Linked DNA regions of Ovis canadensis: region 2 is linked to region 1. Evidence: chromatin contacts called from public Hi-C data. All regions are on one chromosome and are shown on one strand. The core of a region is the stretch at or near the end of the contact, and the rest is flanking DNA. Distances in the headings are between cores, read along the strand shown.

What was found. A called contact is a pair of places that touch in the nucleus more often than the background predicts.
Region 2: a Hi-C map of lung shows a contact between it and region 1, with 6 times the contacts expected there. The contact joins the enhancer-like site here to the promoter of MMP17 in region 1. A contact is called at or near these places in 2 of 2 Hi-C or Micro-C datasets (fibroblasts and lung).

What each region holds. Positions count from the first base shown.
Region 1 is chr17:55,642,989-55,646,006 of ARS-UI_OviCan_v2, reverse strand. MMP17 (matrix metallopeptidase 17) reads left to right here and starts at 1,394. Exons shown (of 10, transcript XM_069556607.1): 1 at 1,394-1,615. The coding sequence starts at 1,472.
Region 2 is chr17:56,636,037-56,639,054 of ARS-UI_OviCan_v2, reverse strand. No RefSeq gene overlaps it. Among named protein-coding and RNA genes, the nearest start is that of ADGRD1, 37 kb to the right of the region's middle. Within about 2 kb of position 1,579, the one cell type or tissue checked has open chromatin away from gene starts, as enhancers often do. A contact at or near this core is called in fibroblasts, where this site is marked.

The sequences.
Region 1 (3,018 bases), core at 145-2,644:
CTATAGATTTCCTTTCCCTGACCAGAGCCAGTGTGAGCTAGGTTTTTGCCACTAGCGCTTGAGCAAAGTTGGGGGGTATGCCTGTGAATGGTCAGGGAAGGGTCCTTGCTGAATCTGATCTCAGCAGAACAATATAATGGTCTTCTGAGCAGGTGCAGAGTCTCCATGCTCCAGAACAGGCCACTGAGGCTCTGAGAGTAAGGGTGAGGGTTGGCGGGGAGTAGGATAAGCAAGACCTTCCCAGAGGGGAGCCAGTAGGGAGGGGACTCTGCCCTGAAACCCAGACCACACTTCAGTGGAGGGGCCACCGCTTCCCTCAGACTGGGGGACGTGGGTTCAGAAGTGCCTGGGCCTCTAGAACTGGACCACAATCGACAGCAGGAGCTGAGAGTGGGGGTGGGGCGTGGGAGGGGAGAGGTTGTAGGAATTGTAACTGAGGTGTAGGGATATTTACATTGGAACCTTGGCCCCCACATGCCCTGGGGATCCTTTGATCCTTTGGCTCTGTGACCTCCCACAAGTTAGTTTATTCCTCTGAGGCCTCAGTTTCCTCATTTGAAAAATGGAATGATAGTTTCTATCTCGAAAGATGTTGTGAGAAGTAAACGGGTATATACGGTAGGCGATTAACTAGTGCACGGCACACACTAACCTCTCAGCAGACTTCAGCTACTAACATTGCCCTCCCCACATCCTCAATAAGCGCAACCCCGGGTCTTCGCTGACCCCCAGTAGCTCCCAGACCCCACCAGAGTCGGTCCCACCGCCCCAGCTCTCATCCCAGCCCCTCCCAAGATCCCCCCGCCCTAGCTTCACCGCAACCCGGCTCCTCCCCCTCGCCCACCCCCCGACCCCCTCTCGGTGCCCACCCCTACGCCGACCCCTCCCACTCTCGCACCTCGCCCCTCACCCGACCCCCACCGCTCAAGCCCACCCAGCCCCCACCTCCTTTCTACCACGGTGCAAAGGCTCCCCCAAGCGTTCGCCGGGCGCTGTGCGGCTGCCGCTCCGGGTCCCCACCAGTGACCGCGAATCCGTGCTCAGCTCGAGGTCCGCGTTCGCGCGGTCTGAAGGGAGAGGACGGGTCCGTCCCCCGGCGGGCGGCCCCGAGCTCCGGACTCTGTGCTCCCGCCAGCAGGCCTCCGCTTCCCCCGGGGCCGTCTGGGGACACTTGAGAAGTGCCTTCCTTCGGGCCGCCACAGCCAAGGTGCCCGTGTGGATTCGCCGGGCGGGGGCGTGTGCGGAATCTGAGCATCCTCTCGGGGGCGCGGGACTCTGGCTGGAGCGGGACGCGGACCCTTTAAGGAGGGGCGGGGCGAGCGCCGCCGGCGGTCATTAGCATATATTAGCATGTCCCGCCCCGCCGCTGGGAGGCGGCGCTGGGCTCAGTCGGGCCGGGAGCCGGGCGCGGGCGCGGGGCGCACGGGCGCCGGGGAACTGCCACCGCTGCGCCGCCCGCCCTTTGAGCGCGATGCGGAGCCGCGCCGCCCGGGGACCCGGCCCGCCGTTTCCCCGGGCCGGGGTCCCGCCGCTGCCGCTGCTGCTGCTCGCGCTGGCCGCTCGTGGGGGCTACGCGGCGCCCGCGCCCCACGCGGAGGACCTCAGCCTGGGAGTGGTGAGTGTGCGGCCGGGAGGCGGGCTCCCGCGGCCCGGGGAGACCCCATCAGGGCGCCTGCGGGAACCCGGACGCCCTGGACCCATTTCCTGGGCGGGAAAGCTGAGGCTGGGTCGTAGGCTGAGTGTCTGACGCGTGCCCACCCGGATCTGGGAGAGCCGCGCTGGGTCCCTCCTGGGCTGCGTGCGCCGGGAGCCCGCCGCAGTCGCAGGAACCCTCGGAGGTTGGCGGCTTACCTGGCCGAAGCCCTGTCCCCGACTACGTGCAGCCCCAAAGAGGCCCCTGAGGCGGATGGGACAGCAGTCGCAGCCGCCCAGAGCTGGGCATCCCGCGTGCGTTCCCAGTGGGAGTGGCGGGGGTGGGAGGTGCGCACCCACAACAGAGAAAAGGACGGAGCTGCGGAGTGTGGGCGCCCCGGAAAGCTGGTGGTTTCGAGTTTGCTTCGTTGAGGATGTTGAGGAACAAGGGAACCGACCCCCAACCCTCCACTAAGCATGGACCTTGGCCCTATTTCCTGTTCCCTTCCACCCCCAGGACGGCCAGCCTTGCCTTGCCACCCTTGTCCTCGTCCTGAACCTGATGAGGTGTCCCACACAATTCGCAGGCTCGGATGTAGCCCCACCACCTTATCCTGCGCTTCCCCCCCGCCCAGTATCAGCTGTGTCCCACTGGCTTGGAAACCATACCGAGGGGCTGCGCAGTGGCCTCTTCCCACGTCCCCTCCCCCGTTCAGTCCGCCAGGCTTGGAGCCTCCTCCTTGGGACTTGGAAGATTTAGATCACACTTTATGAGTCTCCACCCCCAGGCCCGGGGAGGCCAGGTGTGGGCACATGGGGGCTGATGGATTAAGCAGATTCCTTCTGAGGCTTCCACCCTGCAGTTGCCCTCACTTGGGCTCCCTGCCTCTGCACCTGGCCCTCAGTAGTCTCCTAGAAGGGTGCTGGCAGGGCTCCGCTCCCAGGCTATTAGCATTCTCGAGCTCCAGGTGGATTTCAGGCCAGTGCAAGCATTTGGGGGGCATCCACAGCCCCGTGGTTGGCAGGACTTGGCCACAGGTTCTGGGTGAGGAACAGTCTCTGGCCGCCCCCACCCACCTGCCCTGGTCCCCCTGCAGTCATCTGGGAGGGCACAGCCACAGTCCGTGCTGGCTGCACTCGAGGGACCCCCAGAACCGCTTCCTCCCAGCCAAACTGCTCTGAAATTCGGGTGCCTTTACCCATCTCTGGGGCTTGGGGTGTCCTGAATCCCCTCTTGGGGTGCAGGCTCTGAGGGCATCAAATCTCTAGGTCTGGGCTGGGTGGCAGTAGAACCAGGCTCTTCAGGCCCCCACCATCAGGACATGGAGCTCCTGGCCCAGTCAAGTTCATTCATCAGACCCAGTGCTGTTGTGAAGCTTCTCGATG
Region 2 (3,018 bases), core at 330-2,829, 990 kb before region 1:
CCTGCCAGTGTCGGCATCACAGTGGCGAAGGGGACTGTTTGAGCCAGTGCACGAGCATAGCAGTTTCCTTTCTTACACTTTGTTTGTTTGGGTGGAGACAGTGAAGGAGGCTCCAATTTCTCCATAGTCTCAGGGCAGTGAGGGGTCAGCTGGCTTCCCTGAGGGTGTGGTTGATCGAGGTGGACACCATTGTGTGAGCATCCCAGTGGCTCATCCTCTGGCATCTAAGAAAAAAAAAAAAGGCTTGTATATTTCCCTGCGCTGAAATCAGAGCCATCAGTTGGGGTCATACATTTCTCATCCTGTCCTGGACTTGGCTCCGGGGTGTAAGGCAGGTGGCCATGAACGTGCTGGTCCTGTGGGACACATGCTGCTTAGGCTGCGTGGCCGGGGAGTGACTGGGCGTCTGCAGAGCGGGAGTGCTGCTGGTCCTGTCGGACACATGCTCCTTAGGCTGGGTGGCCGGGGAGTGACTGGGGGTCCATGGAGCGGGAGTGCTGCTGGTCCTGTGGGACACATGCTGCTTAGGCTGGGTGGCCGGGGAGTGACTGGGGGTCCATGGAGTGGGAGTGCTGCTGGTCCTGTCTCTCCTTTCTTCGGGGGCCCAGGGTTTCCTGTCCTTCGGCGGCCACAGGGCTTCCCACGCATGTGGGTGTGGCTGATGGAAGTGAGTGGATCGAACGTGATGCTTCCAGTCTTGACCTGGGAATCACCCCTCAGCAGCAGCCGTTTCCTCGAGGGCCCGCCTGCTGGCTTGAGAGAGGTCAGTTGGTTGAAGGTGCCCTGGTCCTGGTCACCACACAGAGATCTGTGTGAGTATGACCACAATCTGGGGTCTGTGTGAGCGAGAAGTGGTGGGTGGGCATCGGCGATTCTGGATTTGCTTGTTCCTGAAGTTGGCATTGTCTTATCTGACACAGAACCAGGCTGTCTTTTGGGCTTCCGGGTGGCTCAGCGGTAAAGAATCCACCTGCAATGCAGGAGATCCACGTTTGATCCCTGGGTTGGGAAGATCCGCTGGAGGAGGAAACGGCAACCCACTCCAGTATTTTTGCCCCTGGGAAATCCCATGGACAGAGGAGCCTGGCGGGCTACAGTCCACGGGGTTGCAAAGAGTAAACAGCAACAACAGCAAGGCTGTCTTTCCGATCAGGGGCTGAGGGGCAGGAGGAGAACCAGCTGGTGGGGCGAGGGGTCATCCACACTGCCTCCAGACTCATGTCGGTAACACCATCGCAGGGTGATTCATGTAACAAAACTGGAACCAAACTGGCCGTCAAGGGGTCACCAAGGCTCACCTCCATGCCTGCCATCTTCAGAGTGGCGGTGTGAGCTCCCCTGACCTTTCTCCTAGTGGAATCAGGTCCTATCACTGACACTCAGAAATCAGACGCTGCTCATGGAATTCAGCAACGCCTTCACTGGCGCTTCTCTGCCAACACGCACTTCGTGGCCAAATGATGACCAGGCCAGGCTGTTTGGACTGTTGTAAATTTATAAGCCTGTGTTCCTGCCAAGGGCGTGCCGCTTGGCCTCAGCATCCCATCGAGTTGCGGGGAGGAGGGGTGGCCGGCTTGGCTGACAACAGACAAAGTATGTGTAAACATTTTTCCCCTGCTGATATCAAGCATATTAGTCAGGGGTCTTGGTGGGAAGCCAGAGACCGCCCCTGGCTCTCTTGTGCAAAAAGGAAAGTTTTGAAAAGGATGTTGAGGGATCAGAGTCACTGGGGCGATGAAGGGTGGGGCTTGGAAAATAGAACTGACTAAGGGGGCTTGGGGAGGCTGGCTTGCAGGAAAGGCAGCAAGCCCAGGGTGTGAACCTGCAGTGGGCTTTGTTCCCCAGGATGTGGAGGCCAGGGAAGAAGACCATACTCACAGACTTCCCATGAACCTGCCGTGGTGGGGAAGTAGAGGATTTGTCCTCTTCAGGCTCCAGAGTAGGTATGATGTCACTGCCTACCACATTCATGTATAATGACAAATTCCTCCAAAACAATTAAGAAATTTTCTTTCTGAGAAATACCGTATGACATCTGTTATATGCAGAATCGAACAGAAATGATAAAATGAACTTATTTGTGAAACAGAAACAGACTCACAGACTTAGAGAAGAAATTTATGGTTGCTGGGGTGAGTGGAGGGAAAGGATAGTTAGGGTGTTTGGGATGGATATGTACACATGGCTATATCTAAAATAGATAACCAACAAAGGGGCTTCCCAGCGGCTCAGTGGGAAAGAATATGCCTGCCAGTGCAGGAGATGCAGTTTTGATCCCTGGATAGGGCAGATCTCCTGAAGGAGGGAACGGCAACCTATTCCAGTATTCTTACCTGGAAAATCCCATGGGTGGAGGAGCCTGGTGGGCTACAGTCCAGGGGATCACAAAGAATCGGACACAACTGAACACACATACACATACACCGCAACCAGCCAGGACTTGCTGTATAGCACAGGGAACTCTGCTCGATGTGATGTGGCAGGCTGGATGGGAAGGGAGTCTGGGGGGGAATGGGTACAGGTATATATATGGCCGAGTGGCTTTGCTGTTCACCTGAATCTATCTATTACAGCTTTGCTATACTCTCCAATATGAAATAAAAAGTTTAAAAAAAACTCACACAAGAAATTTTTTCTTTCTTTCCCGTGGAAAAGCCTAGATAAGGGTTGGTGATGCTCTTCCATGAGGAGTTTCAGGGATGCAGGCCCTTCCAACTTGAGGCTCAGAATGCTCTGCCTTCAAGCAAAGAGCACAGACAGGAACCCCAGAAAAGCTTGGCCTGTATGGGAGCAGGGGAATGTAGAACACGCGTCTCTTCTTATCATCACAGTCACAGAATTGGTGATGTCACTCAAAGAGATGCTAGGAAACAGAAGCAAAAGGATGCAGGTGAACTGTCGATTAAACAAATATACGCAACCTAAAAGTTGAGAGTTAGGTTTTATTTGGTGGAAATGTTAGGACTCAGCCCAGGAGACAGTATCTCAGGTGACCCCAAGAGAGCTGACTTCAAGGAA